Linked DNA regions of Mus musculus: region 2 is linked to region 1. The links are chromatin contacts, called in public HiChIP or PLAC-seq maps. All regions are on one chromosome and are shown on one strand. The core of a region is the stretch at or near the end of the contact, and the rest is flanking DNA. Distances in the headings are between cores, read along the strand shown. Region 1 holds the start of Mrpl58 (mitochondrial ribosomal protein L58). Region 2 overlaps Llgl2 (LLGL2 scribble cell polarity complex component).

Region 1 (4,592 bases), core at 737-3,236:
TATGAAACAACCCTACTTAGCCTGCAGTCTTCTGAACTCTGTACCTACTTCTCCAGTTTGCTTTTTTTTTTTTTTTTACTTTTTTAATGATTTATTTATTTTATGTATAAGAGTACACCAATGCTCTCTTCAGACACACCAGAAGAGGGCATCAGACCCCATTGCAGATGGTTGTGAGCCACCATGTGGTTGCTGGGAATTGAACTCAGCACCTCTGGAAGAGCAGTCAGTGCTCTTTAACCACTGAGCCATCTTTCCAACCACCTCCAGTTTGTTTTTAGTGGCTAGAAGAATCCACTATGCTGCTTCTTAAAGCTTGAGGAGGGAAGATGCCTGTATTTAGAACCACTTCCAGTGATCTGCCTCCCATCCCTGGCTGGGTATAAGCAAAGCCATTCATCACAACTCTCACATGGGTGTGAGTGGCTTATAAGGCTGTTTTGTAGATAAAAACAAAAAACCTGAAGTTGATTCAACTTGACTGAAACTCAACTTACAAAAATGAACTGCTGCTGGGCATAGTAGCACTTGCCTTTGATCCCAGCAGTCAGGAGGTAGAGCAGGTGCATCTTTAAGAGTTCAAGGCCAGCCTGGTTTACAGAGCGAGTTTCAGAACAGTCAAGGTTACACAGAAATACTGTCATGAGGAAAAAAAAAAAGAAGAAAAAGAAAAACCAAACCAAAGAACAACAAAAACGTGAACTACCATGAAATTCACTTGACCCACAGTCGTGGTATGTCTGTGATGTGACACACTCTGCATGTTTGGGATACAGCAGAGACCTTACATTCTAACTTGGAGACAGGCAATATGTTAGAACATAAGACTGGGCCTTGGAGTAGTGGTACAAATCTGAACACCTGTGAGGTGAAGGCAGGAGGGTCAGGAGTTCAAGACTAGTCTGAGCTAAATAGGTTGAAACCCTGTCTCAAAACACAAGCAAAAGACAGACCTGGTTGGGTAAGCTTTTAATACCAATGCTCTGGACTGAGAGGCAGGCAACCTGCTGTATATAGTGAGCTCCAGGCCAGCTAGGGCTACATAATTGAAACCTGCCTAAATAAATACCACAAAACCAACCCTTAAGCTCAAAATCGAACACACAAAGATTGGTTGACTGTCTATCCACTCATCTATCTAAAGCAAGTTAGGAATGTGGCTCACACTGAACAAGGGATAGGAAAGGGCAGGGAAAGTCCGAGCTTAGCAGGTAAGGTCGTCCTTGCTGTATCTAGTTAGGTTGCTCAAGGGTCCAGGGAAGGAGAACAGACTCAAAAAAGAGAAAAGGGTGTTTCTAGGATGCTAGATCCAGTGTTTGTTTATGTATTTATGCATTTATATATTTGTTTACATACACACACATTTAAAATGATTTTTCCAAGACAGAGTTTCTCTGTATAGAAGCCTCGGCTGTCCTGGACTCACTTTGTAGACCAGGCTAGCCTAGGTCCACCTATCTCTGCCTCCCAAGTGCAAGGATTAAGGCCTGGCCATGTATGTATGTATGTGTGTATGTATGTACTATTATTATTTTTTTTTTATGGTTTTTCAAGACAGGGTTTTTTTTCTGCATAGCCCTTGCTGTCCTGGAACGCACTCTGTAAACCAGGCTGGCCTCGAACTCAGAGATCCACCTGCCTCTGCCTCCCAAGTGCTGGGATTAAGTGCCACCACGCCTGGCCATGTATGTATTATTTTTATGACAGGGGCTATGTGACTAGGTTAGGCTCTCATCTGCCTTAGCCTTGAGAGCAGTGCTGGGACTGCAGGTGAGCACCGCTCAGTCAGACCCATACAGGAATCTTTTTAAGAAAAATCTCCCGTAGGTGGTCTCTATCTGCCGGTCAACCTCTACCAGATGTCAGCTGGGTGCGCACCACTTCCCACCATCACCGCCAAGGTGGACAGCCCGGAGCCCGAGAAACCCGGCGGAACTTAAGAGCCAGCTCAGCCAAGGCTGGCGGACCGCCGGAAGAGTGAGCACCGGAAGCGGTCCTGGGAGGTGAACATGGCGACCGCCTGGGGCCTACGCTGGGGCCTGAGCCGAACTGGAACGTTGTTGCTCGCGCCGCCCGCGCGCTGTGCTCGCCGGGCTCTGCACAGACAGGTAGACGGCACCACGTTCCAGAGCATCTACAGCCTGGACAAGCTGTACCCCGAGTCCAAGGGCGCGGATACCGCCTGGAAGGTCCCGGTGAGCCGAGAAAGGCGGGACGGAAAGGGCGGTTCCTCCCGCTGCTAGGTGACGCGAGGAAGCCGGGCGGCTTGCAAGGTTTTGGTTGCCCCAGGAGGAACTGATCGCCCTAGTAACCCGGCCGGAGGTGCGGGATGTGCTGGGACTGTAGAGTGTGATTGCAACCCTCGTGGCTCGGGTAGTGCAGACCCTGGGAGAGAGCCGCCACATACGCGTCTTTCTAGATCGTTAGTTTGTCCACGTTTGCTTCCCGGCCTTCAGGCTCACATTATATGGGAAGATGTGCATTATGGACCTTGAAAGTAGTAAAACCTGAGATCCGCAAGTTGGGACGTTACCCAGTCTTTTGACCCTAGTAACGTTAGGAAGCCTGAGACAAAGCTGGTTTGGTCCCTAAGGGTCCATGTTTAGCCTGCGTCATGTAGTGGTACTGCGTGGGGCCTGAGCAGGAAAGAGAGCATCTATTGAGCTGCACCTGTAGGATTGAAAGAGCATCAAGTATTTTCATTCATCCACTCGCACCTCATTCAGCAGACATCTTTTGAGAGCATGCTGTTAGCACAGTGCTAATTTGGGGCAGAGAGTAGTAAAACAGAAATCCTAAGGCTGTAAAGCTCGTATACTGGAGGGCGACAGACAAAAATAAATGAATAAACCCAAGTAACACTAAATATGATACTTCAGAGATAGTAAGACTCAGAAGGCAAAGGTGAAGCTAGAGATAATAACAGTTGTAGGTTTGTTGTTTGTTTGGACAAAGGATCTCATGTAGCCTAGGCTAGACTCGAACTTGCTACATAGCTGTGGGTGGCTATGAGCTCCTGATCCTTCCACGTTCATCTCCCACGCGTAAAGATTACTGGCATGTATCACTGTACTGATACATGTTGTGAGAAAAGCTCTTTAAAAGCCCTGGATGATCTCTAGTTTGCAGTGATCTTCCTGCCTCTCAAGTACTGAGATTACAGGCATATACCAACAAACCCAGCTAAGCATTGAAGTTTTAGGTAGAGTGATCTGGGAAAAGCCTGGAAGAATGGGCCACAGTGGCCTGAATCTGTAACCCAAGCACTTGAGGCAGAGGCAGGAAAAATCAATTGGCTCATAGCCAGCCTGGATTATATGAGACCTTGTCACGTACAAAGACCTGGAAGGAAGACATGAGAATACTGGGGAGATGAGTGTCCCCAGCAGAGCAGGTGCAACCATTTCAGAACAGTAGCATGCTGGACAAGTGTGGCTGAGTGAGGCAGTTGAGAGAAGTGGGTGGAGCCAGGAATAGAATGATACATTTTAGTTTTACAAGATTGACTGCTACACAGTGTTACAGACAGAAGCCTGGAGAATGGCAACAGCTAGAATGTAAGTTAGGAGATTGCGGTAATATAGGTCACAGTAACATAGGCAAGACAGGATGAGCAGGCTGGAAGCAATAGGAGCCTTGAAGGTGATTAGGTCCTAGGCATCTTTTGAAGAAAGTCTAGAGGATTCTTCCCTACTGGATTGGAAGTAAACTGAGAACAAGCAGGGTCTGTGGGACTGTAGTGAGCAGAGGTTTACTGGAGCCCAAAAGTAGGGAGTCACCAGTATTAATGGCTTTTCCATCAGCTTAGAAGGATGAAATCGTCTGGGGGCGGGGGGCAGGGGTAAACGGGTATTCAGAAGAGGCCAGAGGAAACCTGAGGAGGGTGGCTTAGCAAAGAGGTGTCTTCAGAGAGAGCAGCATGAGCTGAGTGAGGTCTAGAGATCAAGTGATGAAGGCATGGAGAGGTGCAGATGGACACACTTGGGCTTGGAGGCCAGAGGAGCCCCCGGGGTGGGATTTGTTGCACTCTGTGGTCCTGAGGACTTAAAGTTGGAGGGTGCTGCTGCTGAATGAAGAGCTCGATGAGGGGGAGACCTGACATGAGGAGCTCAGTCTGACGCCAGCCCCCCAGGTGAACCAGAACCTGATCAAGGTAGACTGCCTGCTGCCGGCTTCCTGTGGGCACCAGAAGGAACAGGGCGGCCCACTAGGATTGTTGTGTCAGGTTGGCAGAGAGCATTGGTCTTTAGCGGCCCTCATGTATGTGTTCTCTGTCTTGTCTCATCCATCCCTTTCTCCATGAGACAGGCCACTGATGGCACCCAGCAATAGCTTAAGGCAGGGGCAGGGACAGCTGGAGGCCTGAGCCGCATCTTCCTAGAGGAGCGCTTAAGAGGTAGCGTCTGAGTCGAGACGAGACGGGTTTGACAGCAAGATTTGGAGGCCTGAAACCTAATGCATAGCTTCTTAAAAGTGCTTATTGAATTTAGTGTGTGTGAATGTGTGTATAAGTGTGTGAGTGTATGAATGGGTGAGTGTATGTGCACACGTGTGCATGTGTGTAAGAGTGTAAGTCAGAGGATAACTCACAG
Region 2 (4,539 bases), core at 1,958-4,457, 440 kb after region 1:
TTGGGCTTCCCCTCACCCTGAAACGGCCTGGTGAATGAAGGACCCTCCTTTCTGGGTTCTGTTCTACTTTTCCATTTGAGAAGTATCGGCGTTGGCTTACCCAGATCCAAAGACATCTTTTCTGCTTATGAACGAACCAGGAGAGTGTTGGCCCGTCACCTATGCGGAGGGCTTGTATACAGATTGTCTCCTGCAACAGGACAGCTTGTGGTTAGCATGGTGCCTCGGGAAACTTAGGTGCTGGGTTTTGTGTGCTGGTTGGCACCTCCTAGAGCCGGGTCCAGAAGTTTGATGTAAGGTGCCCAGCTCACCTGTGGGGGTGTCACCTTGGAGTTTGTCATGACACCTGCCCCTGGAAGCAAGCTTCCTTAAGTTAGTGCTTCTCCCTGACTGGATTTTTAAGCCACAGATGATCATCTGGTGCAGGTGTTAGGAACAGGGTGACACCCGGGGCTTACCACCCTCATTCCTAAGGGAATCGGTCACGTGTGCTGGGTGGAACCTACAGCCAGTACCTGTCACCTGTCCTGAGTGACCCCCAGGTGCCACTACTGTCCTTGGTGATGCTAGGATCTCTCACTCGAAAAAGGAAGCCAATTCCAGCAGAAACCAGATGGACTGGCTCAGCAAAGGGATAAACCTTGGTTCCTGTGTGCTGTGGGTGAGGCTAGGGTGGAACTGGGGTAAAGGAATCTTACCCCTACCTTTAGTATGCTCCACTTGTGGTCCCCAAATAACATGTGACCCCTGGATCCCTAGGCATCACAGGGTGTGGAGGTGGGCTAGAATTCTTCCCTCCTTGACCTGGTTCTCCTACTCCACCTTAACCCCTGATCCGTACAGTCCAAGGCCTGGCTCTGTAAGACGTGAATTGGTAAGGCCTTTGCCCTTCAGACTTAGGGAGGGGAAGAGCTGAGGGCCTCACATTCTTTGTCTAGGGGGTAAATGGGAGGGAGGAGCTGCTTGCACCAATTGAGACGTCAAGGTTCTGAGGGTTTGCTGGTGCCGGCAGGGTGTGCTTTGAGGGTAAAGTCAGATTCCGGAGTACTTGAGACCCTGAAGAGTCTTATCCATGGCAGCCACTCGCCCCATGGTCCAGGGGAATGCTGTATCCCCGAGGGGCTTTGATCAAGGCAGCAGGTGTCCCATTGACCTTTAGAAAAGGTAACCCGGGTTTCCTTCTGTACATCATAGAATGCCTGAGCAGGGTTTCTCACCCTCCTCACTGGCGATGTCTGGGGCCTGTTGTGCTGAGAGAATTGTCCTGGGCGCTGTAGTTAGCAGCACCCTAGTTTGGCCAGATGCCAGTCCCCTGCCTCTGCCCAGATGATATCACACAAAATGTCTCCAGCCATTGTCAGTTGACACCCGGGGCTTCTAGTTGCTCTCCTCTGAGAATGTCTAGAATGGGAGGGTGCAGTGTGAGTGTGTGTGGAGGGGGGGGTGGATAAAGCAGGAAAGTGAGCATTCAGGAGGACTGTGGGGTCTCAGCCAGGAGCAGTAAAAATTTATTTAGAGGAGTGTTGCACCTGGACTTTTTTGAAGACAAGGTCTCATTATGTAGCCTTGGCTAGCCTGGAGTTTGCTATGTAGACCAGGCTAGCCTTCAATTCAGAGATCTACTTGCCTCCACCTAACGCCAACCCTCTCAAATACTAAGATTAAAGGCTCACGGTATACCCCACTGTGCCCGGTCACTCTGACCATTTTGATGAGAACAGGATCATGGTGAAGCATCTAGTCCAATGACGAGTATTGACCTAGCACCTGATAGCCCCATTCACTCACTGTGAGGCCTTGGCACAGCTCTAGAATGGAGATGATCTTAGATTTCGATTTAGGTTGAGGGAGACGTAAACAGAGCCAGCGTGACGTGAAGGGCTGTACACGTGTGTCCACCGAGTGCTTGGCTAAACGCCACAGAATCAAAGGTGCATGGGCTGTTGTCAGACTCCACACAGGAATTCCTCATGTGCAGGTTAGGGTCCGCGCCTGCACAGTGGCTACTCACGGTGTGGTCACATCTGGGAGTGCCACCCTGAAGGTCAGGCTGTCAGGCAGCGTGTCGTGGGCAATGCGTGCAACAACAGAACAGTGGCATCGCCCGCCACACGACAGATGCCCAAACAGCTTACAGATCCCAGCTTCTAAACCAGTTCTAGGCCTTTCCACAGAGCCAGCAAGATGCCTCACACAAAACGGGGACGCTGCCCTAGCTAGGGCCATGAGGGTTACCTGTCCTTGGCCAGGAGTTGTGACCATGACCAGAAAAAGGGGCTGGCTGCCAGGGGACCAAGTCTAGCTCAGGGGCTGGGTGCCAGGCATCAGGGCTGGGTGTTAACAGTGGTTGGGGCAGGGAACTGGAGCCATATAGCCGGGCCTTGGTTCTGATTCAGCTCTCACCACGTGACCATGTAGACATTGATTAGCCTGTCTATTCCTCAGTTTCCTCTTCCGTGAAGTGGGGTTGCTAAGCACCCTAATGGAGGCTGGTGCAGTGGACAGGTTTCATGGCTCTATTTATTTTAGTTTGTTTCCTATATGTATGCATGTTATGCCTTCATGTATGTATGGGCACCACATGCGTGGCTGGTGCTTCCAGAGATCAGAAGCTCCTGGAACTGGAGTTAGGGATGGCTGTGTCCCATCATGTGGGTGCTGGAACTGGTTCTGTGTCCTCTGCAAGAGCAGCAAGTGCTTTTCACTGCTGAGCCATCTCTCCAGCCCCATGTTCAATCGCTTCTTATGGGCAGCATCAAGTAGCATGGTTTGCTCGGAGCTCAGTGTCTTTACCTGCTGTCTACCACTTGTACCCTCTTAGCACACTCACCTCCAACCCAGTCAGGCAGCTTAGGTTCCCACTGAAGACTAGCTAAGGGAACAGGGACTACCTCAGGGGCTGGACGGACGTCCTGGTCTTAGTGAAACCCTGCTCCTTGAACATTGTTTGGGGCCTGCTTGCCCCTCTGGTGAAACCCAGGCACCCACTAGTAGCCACACCCCAGTGTGAGCAGACCTAGGCCTAGGTGCCTGCGCTGGACTGCTGCAGAATAACACACCCCCCTCAGAACCCTCCCCACCACCACACCTCCCAAATCAAATAAATGGTGTGTTTCTAACCAACTAGGCCCGCCCAGCCCAGACCACATCGTTTTGTTGTGGCTTTTGCCTACATGGGCACCAGTGTCAGATGACAACCACACAGAGAGGCCAAGTTGCTTGGGCCAGGAATCTGAGCTTACCACACCCAGTATCTGGCAGAGCCACTGCAGGCAGGTGGATCTGCCCCTCCTCCCTCCTCCCTCCTCCCTCCTGAGGCCCTCAGCAGCTTCTGGGAGCTCTCCTCTCAGCCCCTGACAGACACTACAGGGTCCCCAAAGCCGTGGGCTTGGAGGACAGTCCTCCCCAGCTGAGTGTAAGGGTGAAGGGCAACACCCGCTACCCACCCACCCCCACCTCTCACAATCTGACAGGGACTTGGGCTAATATTACAGTCTGGCGGCTTCTGTTCATCTTTGCTCTCCTTTCCCTGTCAAAAGAGCCCATTGTTCTCTTCTCCCTTAGCAGAGGTCACCTGAGCCCAGGTAGCAGGACAGGACAGGACAGGACAGAGGCTGAGGAGACAACGGGAGGGAGAACTGCAGAGCGTTGGTCCACCTTCTTGTTTTAGAGTTCTCTGGGGTCTGGGAATCCTATGCTTGGGGTATCCCCAGGCTCTACCTGCTGCCCACGTGCTCTGGATTACAGGGGGGAGGGGACAGGACACTCTCTTGGCGGCTCCACAACACTCTGTGGGCGGCTCCTTTGAGAAAGGCCACCTCACCCTTTAGGGACCTAACTAAGGCGGGGGATTACTAGCATGTAGAACTTACACTCAGGGGACTCCGAACCTTGAAAGTTTACAAGAGTCTTAGCTGCTGTGGAAGGGACACCAGTGTGGGCAGGGCACTTAGGTGCCGGGTAGTTGGGACCTTCCCTTCCCTGCTTTCCCCAGGACACACCCAGGCTTCCTAGTTCCTCCTTGTTTCCTCCCTGGGTTCTGAGCCACATCCTTCCTTCTTATCCCAGCAGGGGCCACTGAGCCTTCCGTGTGCCCCACCCACAGGGCTCACAGGGCTCAGGCCTGGCTTGGCCTCCTCTAAGGAGTCAGCTCATGTGGGCCCTGTCCAGGGAAAGTCATGGGAGCCTATGTCCCTTGTTTTGCTTTTGAGAGAGCCTTGGTCCCTCAGTGTTGTCAGCTGGATAAGATGCCCTGGGGGCGGGGGCACACTGCAGAATACTAAGGACCCTAGCAGCCAGCCGCAGCCTAGGGACAGTTCTCACACTGGGGTGAGCAATCAGAACACACACTCTGTATTCACAAGATGCCTCGTGTTCAGTCCAAGGACACACTGCTCAGGGCATCCTGAATGTCATTCTGGTGAGCCTGACTGGGTGCCTGTTCTCAACTGGCCTTTGGAAGGACAGGGAGGAGTGGTCACAGTCCTTGGGACTCTGAAGGAAGTAAGAGATGGGGGATGCCCAACCTTTGCAGCAGGA

Evidence for each region. HiChIP or PLAC-seq counts read pairs in DNA pulled down with a chosen protein or histone mark.
Region 2: a FOXA1 HiChIP or PLAC-seq map of pancreatic cancer cells shows a contact between it and region 1. The contact joins the enhancer-like site here to the promoter of Mrpl58 in region 1. A contact is called at or near these places in 5 of 115 datasets of contacts at active chromatin or transcription factors (embryonic stem cells, epiblast stem cells, large pre-B cells and 2 more) and 2 of 9 other capture datasets (liver and pancreatic islet).

Annotation. Positions count from the first base shown.
Region 1 is chr11:115,401,766-115,406,357 of GRCm38.p6, forward strand. It overlaps Mrpl58 (mitochondrial ribosomal protein L58), which reads left to right and starts at 1,987. Exons shown (of 6, transcript NM_001347645.1): 1 at 1,987-2,195. The coding sequence starts at 2,010.
Region 2 is chr11:115,835,879-115,840,417 of GRCm38.p6, forward strand. The region is part of intron 2 of Llgl2 (LLGL2 scribble cell polarity complex component); the gene reads left to right. Among named protein-coding and RNA genes, the nearest start is that of Llgl2, 14 kb to the left of the region's middle. Within about 2 kb of position 3,208, at least 68 of the 459 cell types and tissues checked have an H3K27ac peak or open chromatin away from gene starts, as enhancers often do. A contact at or near this core is called in embryonic stem cells, liver, pancreatic cancer cells and 1 more, where this site is marked.